Linked DNA regions of Mus musculus: all the other regions are linked to region 1. The links are chromatin contacts, called in public HiChIP or PLAC-seq maps. All regions are on one chromosome and are shown on one strand. Each heading gives the region's core, a stretch centred on a gene start, on an enhancer-like site or on the middle of the called end of the contact. The rest is flanking DNA. Distances are from core to core; before and after follow the strand shown.

Region 1 (2,700 bases), core at 90-2,589:
CCTTTTATAGTTACGTTTACCCTGGGAAGAATTTTTTTTTAATAATCTGGAATTTGCATTTTCCATTTATGACCAAAATACAAAACCTTGAAGGTACCAGGGCTGACCCAGGGGCTTTCTCTTACTGGCTTCTTCTGGGGCCAGCAAGGCCCTGCACAAAGCTGTTGAAGGCAAAGGCACTCTGAGGTCTGTGTAACAGCAGATACATCACCTGCCTGGCGATGACCCTGCGGGATAGGAAGGAAATTCTATGACAGCAGTCTGGTGATCAAAGGGTGTGCTCTTGAGAAATGGAGTGTGGAAAAAGGCCCTGAACAGATTTCAAGAGGCTCCTGCCAGCACCTCCAACAGCTTCTACCCTGGTAACCATTTGGCCACTTGGGAGCCTGCAGGGCCAGTGTTTACCAAGGCCAGACACGCACTCAGGAAGAAGGAGCCAGGTGGCCCACCTGTCCTGATAAGGCGGTTCCTTGGAGTTCGGTTTCTATTCTGCTCCCAGATGGGTCCCATCAGAGTTTCCCCCACTCTGGAAAATAAGTCTGAAGCAGTAGAAGTAAATATAATTGTATTTCATTTTTATTTAAAGCAGAGATTTGGGGATTAAACATTGTCAACGCAGATTTAAATAGAAGGAAATCTAAAGGTGCCAAGCTCCATGCTAAAATCAGATGCTCTCTCTACCTTCCAATGCCTGGGTGTTTGGTGAAGAACGCCATGACTCGGAGAAGGCAGAAGGGGCTGAGAATAAAATCCGTCTAGGCAGGGTTACCTCTGAATAGCCTGGTTATCTAGAGAGGAACGCTATCTTCTCACTAAAAGCCAGTGGTTAGATTAATGGGAGCATTTGAAAAATCTGTTCAGTCTTGCTGGTGGGCAGCCAGGGAGAGAGTGTTTTCTGTTTATCTCTATAGTGGCAGACATGTTCATCACAGAAAGGCTGTGTGCGATTTCAAGCAGCCGGGAAGTAGAGCTGAAGTAGTATGAGGTCTTTGGTTGTGCACACCAGCTCCTGAAACAGGGAGAAGCCCTCCCCACCCCCATTGACAGACAATGGCCTGGGTTGCACAAGAGGTAGATCTTCCCTTGTTGCTCTAGAAGGGAGTTTTATCACCATCCCCATTCCCCCCCCCCCCCACACACACCCATTGCTTTATCGCACAGGAATGCAGCTGGAGTCTCAGCCCCTCCTTGACAGCACAGACCTCAGTAAATTACCAAGGTCTTGACCCAAGAGATGAGAAGCCCTAAGTGATTTTTCAGCCTCCTATCTAAGGACGTGTTTACATTTCTTGAACTCTGGCTGACTGACTCATTCTCCTGCTGTTGCAAGAACTTTCCTTATGCATCAGGATTTATACATTTCATTCCTGAAAGACCCAGGGTCCTTTCCAAGCCACTGTGCAGTGAACCTCATCACAACACAATTCTGCTGAGTGGCTCTGTCCGGAGGATGGGTCCCACCCGGCCAGGCGAGTGTGAGCGAGGCTGAGAGGCAGTGTAGTGTGGAAGGAAAGCACAAGACACAGCTCAGGACATCTGGGGTCTGGGTTCCACTCCCGCTATGTTAAGGTGTAGGCTTGAAGCTACAGAAACCCAGTCTCAGAACCTCAGTTCCCCCCCCCCACCTGACTTAAACTTAAGAAGTGTTTTAAGTTTATGCAGGAGCCATTCTCAAACAAATCAGGAAGAAAACACTGGCCGAGGAAACACAGAAAAAAGAAGAGCCTGTAAGAGATAGATACTGTCTTAGAATCAAAAATAATAAGGAGGTGGCTGGAGAGATGGCTCCAAGGTTAAGAGCACCGGCTGCTCTTCCAGAGGTTCTGAGTTCAATTCCCAGCAACCACATATGGTGGTTCATCTATAATGGGATCAGATGCCCTCTTCTGGCACAAAGGCATACATGCAGTCAGAACATTGTACATATAACAATTAAATAAATCTTTAAAAAAGAAAAACAAAACAAAAAAGAACCGAGAGTACAGCATGTCATGTGGAGCCACTGATGAGTGTTGAGAAGAAGAAGTCTCAGAAAGAGACTAAAATCTACATCAGCAAAGCCATAGGCACAGCTAAATTTCATTCCCCAAATAATCATCGATTCATGAGCATTACCATTACCGTTGAACCATGGAGTTCCAGTCCACAGATTCAATCCTTCCACAAAACGTTACCAATTGGAAGCTGGGTATGGTGGCACGTGCCTATACGTACAGCACTTGGGAGATAAAAGAAGGAGGATCAGGAATTCAAGGTCATCCTTGGCCTTGAGTTTGAGGCCAGCCTGTGCTACATGAGACCCTGTCTCAAAAAATAACAAAATGGAGGGTGCAGGGGGTGGAGAATGCTCAGTTAGGAGCACTTGCTGCTCTTATGGAGGAACCAAGTTCAGTTCCCAGCACCCACATCAGATGGTTCACACCTGCCTGTAACTCCAGCTCCAGAAGAATGAGACAGTCTTCTGCCTCTGTGGGCTCCTGCATCCACAGACACAGACCCATCAGCATTGGCACATGCACACGTTGTTTCAAAATTAAGGAAATTGTAAAAATATCTCCATCAGTTGCATGGCCAGTTGTGCCTCTGGGGTCTTAGCTTGCACAGCTGTGGCAGATTTGCAGGCTAATGCCACGCTGGCTCATGTGGAGGGTGCCATCATGTCCCACAGACACAATGGCCATTGCCTCTCTCTGCTACATC
Region 2 (2,887 bases), core at 226-2,725, 610 kb before region 1:
TGTTCAGAGGGCTAAAGTGGGAGTTACGGATGCATTCATAGTCAAGGAATGATGGAGCGAGTACTAGCAAACTATGAAAATTCTTCTTAACCATTCTTTTAACCTGGTTCATAACTTTGAGGCAAAGCAGGTATGGGTGTAAATCTCGACTTGATACAGAAAGTCTCCAGTGCAACTAGTGAGCAATGTGCGTGGTTAGGTGAACCGTGTACATCATCACATCAGTAAAAATGGGTATGGGTAAGAGCACTGTCTTTCACATAGGTATGTATGTGCTGGTTAAACATCTGAGGCTTGCCAGATACTACCTAATTTTAAAAATAGAAAGCTGGAGAGTGGCCGAGATGATAAAGTGCCTTTAATTTTGCCCTTTCCCACCACCAAATGTCCTTCACAATTCGTTTTCAAGTGTCACCACCATTAATATGCTATTTGGAGCTCACTGTAGCTCAGACTTTTAACAGGACAGCAAAGATTTGAAAGGTCACAAACATTTTTACTAAGGTAGAGCAAGAACTCTGAGTCTAGCTCATTTTGTTCAGTGGTCCTTACATAAGCTAAGTGAATTTCCAGCGAAATATTACCATCTTTCCTGATGCAGAAAAAGATGCATAAGCAGGTAATTGACTTCACTGCCATAATTGTGATTTAAAAAAAAAAAAAAGTGTCTGGGACTCAGAAGTGCTGGCACTGGAAAACACAACTGCCAATATTCATTCTTTTTGCTTCAACCAAAAGTCTTTCTGTCTGTCTGTCTTCCTTATTTCTTTTAAAAAGACATGTGGCGTTTGGTTCCAAATCAATTACAAATAAAAGCCCAATAAAGAAAGAGCTCTTTCTAGTGTCCTTTCCTCCCATTTGCATCACAGATGGCCACCGAGAGCTTAAGGTTTAACGTCCAGACACTAAAGCCACTCATCCTAAAACGACAGAGCTCCAGATGGACTCTGTCTGGCAAAGGATGGGAAGCTGCCAATCTTCAGAGGTGCAGATAGGGTGAATCCCGGAGGCTACCGCCCAGTTCCCATCAGTTTGCACCCACACTTGGGAAACATCCCTTTCCCATCTCGGGGCGGAATCCTTCCGTGAGTGACCTCTGGGGACCAGAGGGACGCGGGACAGGAAGGCTTCTCTGCCTTTGAGAGAAGTTGACAAGGGCAAGTTCGAATCGCACGCGGGAGCTTACTCACGGGAATGGCCCGGCGTCCTCGCTCTTCCGCCCACACTCGCTCAGGAAGAAGCCCCTAATGCGCGGCAGCCTGAGAGCAGCATCTGAAGCAGCCGCCGCCGCCACCGAGCTAACCCCCCCGGGCGTGGCAGGAACTGGCAGGCGCTCTCACATCATCACCGGGCGACCTTGGAGCTGCAGTGACGCCGGTTCAATGGCAGCCCCCACCCAGCTAGGGAAGCTAAAAAGGAGACCCACTCTCCCAACAGGCTTTGCGGCCCTAGCGCAAAGCCTTCTGGGAACTGTAGTTTGCTTTCCGTCCCGCCTACAGCTCGAGGGCCCCGCCTCCTCACTCCAGAGCTAGAAGCTGGAGGCGCGGTGGGGCGGAGCGGCGGGCCCCGACCCCGCTGGGGTGGGGCGAATCCCGTCCCGGCCGGTTGCCCCGGGCTAGGGCAGAAGTCCAGGCCGACCGGCCTTCTCCAGGCCGTGCTGCACTTCTGTGCCTTGAGGCTCACCCTGGAAGCCGGCCTAGTGTTTTCGCCTCGCCCCTTCGCGAGGCAGGTCCCGGGGCTCGCGCGTGTCGCCTCCCCTCAGCGCCCGCTGTCTGGAGAGTCGCTGGCCTTGGTCACCGCCTAGGTAATGAGGGGAGGCAGGCCAGCACGGGATGGTGTGGGGACCCGGGGAGCGACAGGGAACGCAGGTCGGTAGGTGCACAGCGGAAGGCTACAAGGCCAGTCCTCGCCTCCGCTCCTTACCGGAGTTGACACGGCCGGCCGAGCAGCCGCTGGAGTCTGCGGGACGCCGGCTCCCGCTCTCTGTCTCTGTGCCAGCGCACGGGGGGGCCGGGGCTCCCGGGTGCCCAGCAGCGGTGCCAGGTGCAGGAACCCAGCTACCGCCGCCCCGCTCCCCCAGCTCTTACCTTTGGTAGCGCACACAGGCCTGGCGACTTCCCAAGCTGAAGACACTCTGGCCCCAGACCTGTCTGCTCAGAGACGTCGAAGGGACCTTTTTCCAAATTAAATGTCCAGGCTTCGTTTTGTCTTCAGTGTTTACATTTGATGTCTTGTTTTCCCCTCGTGGGTTTGTTATGTCAAATACCTTTCCTCCAAACTTGATCATGATTTGTGACAGCACCTGCATAGCACAGTGCTTGGCACTCCGTAAATATTTGTTGAAACCATGAGTCATGATACTAAGTTTGGAAAATTGGATTAAGCTGTGTGCTTCGCTATGATCTTTGTTAAGGTTTTATGAGATTTCAAGATCACCTTGAGAATTACTGTAATTTTGAAGCCTAACAAAGAGTATTGGTAGGTTTTTTGTTTTTGTCGGCATTTCCTGTAACAGTAGACCATTGAATACCTCGATTAACGCAAAACCCAAGTCTTGTAAATACATAGCCCCTCTGGTGTCCATTTAAAGTGTTAACCTTTCAAATGAAAGGCCTGGGTATGACTTCTATATTATGCAACAAATTAGATTATTTATAAAGCTTTATTGTGGTTAGCTTTTTAGGTACAATTGCAAGGGACTACACTGAAGTACTCATCATTATGTTTAGGAATACAGGTTTCTTAAATATATATATATATATATATATATACATATACATATATATATATACACATATATATATACATACACACACACACATATATATATACATATATATGCACACATTTATGAGTAAATACATACACACATATTTTAAAGATGGGG
Region 3 (2,700 bases), core at 156-2,655, 900 kb before region 1:
AGATCCAGATCTTTGGAGAGCTAGAAATGAGGCCAACGTTAACAGCCAAGCATTCAGAGCCCCAGCCCGCTCTTATCTATATACGCGAAGCCCCTCCGTTCTGAGGGGATGCCCCTCTCAGTCTCTCCTGGGCATGTTCTGCAGTGCACAGGACACACACATAGCAGAGGGACTACTGACTGTCCTCTCCCTAGTCAGTGCATCATGCGGGTAATGCACGGCCACCATTTTGTTGCTACTTTGTCATTGGGTCTGGTTCCTTCTGTCATTTCATCCTAATACTGTAACCTCTGGGCTCTTTCACCTTTGGGAATCACTTATTTAGCGAGAGACTTGACTGGAAGAGTCAAAAAGAACCAACAATCAGACTGTGGACACATCAAAGGGCTACGTGTGGCCACACAGTCCCTCCTCTTCCCTCCTTGCCCTCTGCCAGGGAATCAGCCATCTTGGCTGCAGGCCCCTCCTCCACATTGTGGACCTGGATTCTTCCTCAGAGTCCCAGCATGCGGAGGCAACGGGGCATCAACTCCTCAGAGTCTCTGCTAGGAGACTGTCTGTCTTTCTGTCTGTCTGTCCGTGGTGTTACTAACTTTTCCTAAAAACTTCTTATACCCCATCTCGGTGTCATCCTGGATTCTGCACAGAGACCTTTCAAAGGTTAGAATATTTTCAACACCCCCACTTCCACTTGCAAAAAAGACAGTCGCTAAAGTTGTGTGGTGCAGGGCTTGTGGTGGTGAGTCAAAATGTGAGGTTGCCTGAAGCCCCACCACCTTCCACAAGCTTCCTCAAGCTTCAGATTTCTTTTGTAGAAGACATCAGCCCAGCTGAGGTGGGGAAGGTCTAAGCCTGGTCACGAACCAGCCCGTGACTGTAAGATTCAGACAGCCTAAGGTTAATCAGCATGAGAGGCTGCTGTGGGAAGGCAGAGCCTCACGGTTCCCTTCAGGAACACCAGGGGGTACTTTCTGAGCATGGCTATGGTCTGTTACTCCAGCCCTGGTCACATGCCTGAGCTGGGGAAGAAAGGCTCAAAACTGGAACTGGTGACCAAAATGCTAAAAATGTCACCTGTTAAGAATGCATCAAGAGGGGCTGGAAAGATGGCTCAGAGGCTAGGAGCACTGGCTGCTCTTCCAGAGATCCTGAGCTCAATTCCCAGCAGAACCATTATAGATGCCTCATAACCCTCTATAATGAGATCTGGTGCCCTCTTCTGGCCTGTGGGTGTACATGCAGGCATAATTATATATATATATACATAAACATACATATGCATCCAGACTAAATGGACTCCAGTTGATTCTGAAGAATGGGCTCTGGGACCTTCATAGTAACAGAGGGTGGGCCCTAGGGCTTCCTAGAAGGTTTTCCAAGACACAGGAGGCATCTTCCATGCCGGGGTCATTAGCAATAGCCTGGCAACCTCTGAAGCCTGCGGATCTCATGACAGTGTTAGCAGTGTAGAAGAGACAGTGTTACCATGCACACACCCAAAGGCACCTGGAACCCCAGGAATGCAATGTCTTTCAGTTTTTACAGAGATGGATGAGGATGGAGGAGGGAAGGTACTGCTCACTGCACACTATGCCGAGTCTGGCGCTTGGATACCACGCTTCAGTACGGTGGTGATCCGCCTGCCATGTTACCTGGCACTTGGGTAATCTGAATGTATTAGCCATGAGGGTGTGGCTGATACAAGGGTCACTCACCAGTTTCAGGGCAGACTGCTGGTCTCTGTTCATCTGTTCTATTATTGCCATCAACTCAGCAATTTGCTCCTGAAGGTCAGAAATGATATCAGTCCTGTGGGACAAACACTCTATCACCAAGAGAGCTTGTTGTTAGTCACACCAGCCAGGCCCCCAGACTGCCTGACTCTGGTCTGTTTGTGTCTTCTCCACGACTAAGGCATGGGGATGCAGTGGTCGATAAGGCGTTTCATAGTAGAGTGTTTGGACCTGGCATCTAGCCCTGAAGGTAATTAAGCTGGAAGTGATGTGGGCTGTGTGGTGTCCCACTGAGCAGAAGAGAAATAACAATGTGTTGGACACTTACCAGAGTGTGGTTATCAATAGTCGAACTCAAGAGGTCAGAGGATTAGGAAATGAGGAAGTGTGGGGAGACTCATGCTGACAGGCACCAGTAGACAAGGACTGCCTGAGGATGCGGCTAAGAGGAGGTGCAAATGAATATGTGTGTGCAAACATGTCTGCACTCCCAACACTCAAGAACAGGGTAGTAGTGTCCTGCTTGGGTTATACAGCAACATAGTGCTTCAAAACAACAACAACAACAACCAAATAAAACAAAAATGTGTGTGTGTGTGTACAAACATGGAAGACAGGGATCAATTTTAAGTGTCTTCCTCTGTTACTCTCCACTCATTTTATGAGACAGGTTTTCTCACTGAACCTAGAACTAATGTTTCAACTCATTCAGCTGGCTAATGAGCCCCAGAGATTCTCTGCTGTCTTTCAGTGCTAGGATTATGGGCATGTGTCACCATGTCCAGATTTTTACAAGGATGCTAGAGATAAGAACAAGCTTGATCTGTTGAACATCTTCCAGATCTTTGGAACAATAGCTCTTTTCTTGCTTGCTTTTTGTTTTCAATACAGGGTCTTTCTACATAGTTCTGGCTGTCCTGAAACTTGCTATACAGATCAGGATGGTCTTTAACTCACAGAGATCAAC
Region 4 (2,849 bases), core at 88-2,587, 630 kb before region 1:
ACACACACACACACAAATTTGATACTTGACAAAAAAAGCTTCCTAACCCTTGATCAATATTAAAATAATTCAGTCATCAAAATACTATTATGTAAGACTAAGTGTTCCAAGATCAATTTCTGAAAGCTAGGTTTCCTTTCTTTAAATCAATCAATCTATCTATCTATCTATCTATCTACCTATCTATCTATTCATTTATTTGGTTTTTTTTTTCAAGACAGGGTTTCTCTGTGTAGCCCTGGCTACTGGAACTCCTGGAACTCACTCTATAGACCAGACTGGCCTCGAACTCAGATATCCGCCTGTCTCTGCCTCCCGTACACTACCACTGCCTGGCCCCTAGGTTTCCTTTTACATTTATATACTTGTAATTAGACTAAAGGAACAGACTTCTACTCTCTACATCCATTAAATGTATTTAAAAGTTACTTTCAATTTCTAGGAAGAACTTTTTGAGAGTGTAAGTTACAAGCTTGCCTGTGAAGGAAGGGCACTGGGTAGTGAGGAGGAAGGGAAATGAGAAATGAAGGATCTCTAACTGGTCCAGGATCCTTTAACAGAGCTATGTTTTTTCTTCTTCAAATCATGACTTGATCAAGACCACTGTGAAAACTCTAACTGTAACTGAAGCCGGCTGCTGTCACTCTGTAACATGCCAGTTGCTTTATTCTTACACTCATGCTGTCATTATGCCCCCTTCCCCCCAATTCTACTGAAGATGTTATTTGCAGTGTTCCTGGCTTACTCTGAACTCACTACACTGTGGGTAAGGATGACCCTGAGCTTTTCATCATCCTGATTCCATGTCCTGGAATTACAGGTATGAGCTACCACACTTTTCATTTCTTTCTTTATTCCTTTTTGCACACCCCCCTACACACACACACAAAGGCATGTATGAGTGTTCTGTCTGCGTGCATGTCTGTGCACTATGTGCATGCCTGGTCTCTGACAAAGTCAAAGAGGGCATCAGATCCCTTGAAACTGAAGTTCCTGACAGCTGTGAACCTCCATGCTGGGGATTGTAGCCAGGTACTTTGAAGAGCAGCCAATGCCCTTAACCTCTGAGCCATTTTGCTTTTTTTTATATTTCTACATATCACTTAAGAATACAAAAGTTTATATACAGGTTTTCATTATGGGTTGCAGACCTGTGTTGTAGAGATTACTGTTTAACTCTGGAGTTTGTGGGTGATTTGTTCTCAACACTTGTATAAAAGAGTAGAGTAAACTGGAGTGAACACAGAACTAAGCCCATGGTGAGAGTCATGCAGAAAGAATGCAGCCCTCCAGGGCGATCCGGGAGCCTGCACGTGGCACACCAGGTCAGGGGTGATTTAGCAATGCAGCGTTTTCCTGGGAACGCAGCAGAACACGCCCCGATTAACTTCTTAGCAAGGGCAGTTCAGAGTGACAGAATGACTGCAGTACTGTTTATGTACCTTGATGTTAGAGCTGGAATTTTACTCTGATTTACTGTGATTCTGACCTGTGCTCATTATTTAGTATTTCTGAATCTTATTTTAATTATTTTGCCAAGATGGGGGTATTTACAAATAAGTGGGATCAGATATTGAGACTAAATACAAAATAAAAATCCCTAGTTGGGCAACTGAGACACTCAAATGCTCACTGTCTCTAGCTTTTCTCTATCCCTTAAACCTGAGGAAAAGTGTCTCTCTCTGAAGGTCCTGCATGTCTGCAAACAGAACTGGTACATCTGAAGATCAGCTGAGTAATCTTCCATCTGAAAGAGGCAAGGACCAAAAGGACCCAACAAATGACCTAAGGCTGGCCACTGGGATTATCACTAGAGTTCACGCCCCATGGACTTGCAGGAAGCTTGTTAGTAAAGGCAAATCTCACAAGTCCACAGCATGCCAGCGAACTGCCTAAGTGTTCCCTGATGCTCTAACTTAATGCTTACCCACCATCAACATGTGACCTTCCAGTTGTGGAGGTCAGAGGCAGGAACCAGCTCCACTGCTTGGTACCAAGGTGTCACCGAGGCCGTGCTCCAGTGAAAAGCTTAGTCCCTTGCTTTCTAGCTGCTGCAGCTGCTTCTCTTGGCTCTGGGCCTCTTCTACTATCCTGAAGGCCAGCAGCATGGCACCCGGGAGCCTCCTCCTCTGCTTCTATTGTCACACTACTGGCTGTTTTTCCTTATAAGGAACCTATAATCAATGTTTAAGCTCAACTGGATAACCCAAGATAAACTTCTCAAGATAGAGACTGCAAAGTCCCTCTGCCTCAGGTAACATTCACAGGTTCCAAGAACTTAGATCTTGATGGCTGTGACTCAGGTGGCCACACTGGCTCAGAATACAAATCTCAGAGCCAATACTTACTGGTTGTATGACCTGCCCTCTCTTCCCTCATGCATCCCCAAGGGGTAGAACTCAGATGACAGGCTTGGGGAGGGGAGCACGTGTTCTTTCCAGCTAAGCCATCTCACAGCCCTGGAATTCTGCACAAACTACTTTACCGTGTTTCTTCATCTGTGAAATGGGCTTAATAACAGGATCGACTTCCCTGGCTTTGCGATGAGGATTAAGGGAGTTATGAGAGCAGCAGCCTCAGAGGGTCCCTGGGGCAGTCACACAGCAGCTGCAGTTGGTATGCTATTACTGTTTCCACCACCACCAATGGAACAACAGAAAGGCTTAGCATCCATGGCTCAATGGCATCTCTCTCAACATAAGAAGTCATGCTTCCTAGCTGTCCTCTGACAGTGAATCGGTCTGGGGACAGCCATTTTCTTCCTTTCATTTCTGGGGAACAGGAAACACAGTCCAGAGTCCCAACTCTCAGAACTGAACTCTGGGACACACCGACAGCACCTCCTTTAG

The links. HiChIP or PLAC-seq counts read pairs in DNA pulled down with a chosen protein or histone mark.
Region 2: a contact with region 1 is called in an H3K27ac HiChIP or PLAC-seq map of extraembryonic endoderm stem cells, with 7 times the contacts expected there. The contact joins the promoter of Stradb here to the enhancer-like site in region 1. A contact is called at or near these places in 1 of 115 datasets of contacts at active chromatin or transcription factors (extraembryonic endoderm stem cells) and 2 of 9 other capture datasets (embryonic stem cells and macrophages).
Region 3: a contact with region 1 is called in a FOXA1 HiChIP or PLAC-seq map of pancreatic cancer cells. The contact joins two enhancer-like sites. A contact is called at or near these places in 1 of 115 datasets of contacts at active chromatin or transcription factors (pancreatic cancer cells) and 1 of 9 other capture datasets (adipose tissue).
Region 4: an H3K27ac HiChIP or PLAC-seq map of extraembryonic endoderm stem cells shows a contact between it and region 1, with 3 times the contacts expected there. The contact joins two enhancer-like sites. A contact is called at or near these places in 2 of 115 datasets of contacts at active chromatin or transcription factors (embryonic stem cells and extraembryonic endoderm stem cells) and 1 of 9 other capture datasets (embryonic stem cells).

What each region holds. Positions count from the first base shown.
Region 1 is chr1:59,579,207-59,581,906 of GRCm38.p6, forward strand. All of the region lies in intron 9 of Gm973 (predicted gene 973), which reads left to right. Among named protein-coding and RNA genes, the nearest start is that of Gm39648, 16 kb to the right of the region's middle. Within about 2 kb of position 1,340, at least 62 of the 459 cell types and tissues checked have an H3K27ac peak or open chromatin away from gene starts, as enhancers often do. A contact at or near this core is called in extraembryonic endoderm stem cells and pancreatic cancer cells, where this site is marked.
Region 2 is chr1:58,972,047-58,974,933 of GRCm38.p6, forward strand. Stradb (STE20-related kinase adaptor beta) reads left to right here and starts at 1,476. Exons shown (of 12, transcript NM_172656.6): 1 at 1,476-1,804. Trak2 (trafficking protein, kinesin binding 2) reads right to left here and starts at 1,436. Exons shown (of 16, transcript NM_172406.3): 1 at 1,191-1,436.
Region 3 is chr1:58,676,571-58,679,270 of GRCm38.p6, forward strand. It overlaps Flacc1 (flagellum associated containing coiled-coil domains 1), which reads right to left. Exons shown (of 15, transcript NM_175370.5): 6 at 1,716-1,809; 7 at 1-20. Among named protein-coding and RNA genes, the nearest start is that of Flacc1, 18 kb to the right of the region's middle. Within about 2 kb of position 1,406, at least 27 of the 459 cell types and tissues checked have an H3K27ac peak or open chromatin away from gene starts, as enhancers often do. A contact at or near this core is called in pancreatic cancer cells, where this site is marked.
Region 4 is chr1:58,950,139-58,952,987 of GRCm38.p6, forward strand. The region is part of intron 1 of Trak2 (trafficking protein, kinesin binding 2); the gene reads right to left. Among named protein-coding and RNA genes, the nearest start is that of Trak2, 22 kb to the right of the region's middle. Within about 2 kb of position 1,338, at least 146 of the 459 cell types and tissues checked have an H3K27ac peak or open chromatin away from gene starts, as enhancers often do. A contact at or near this core is called in extraembryonic endoderm stem cells, where this site is marked.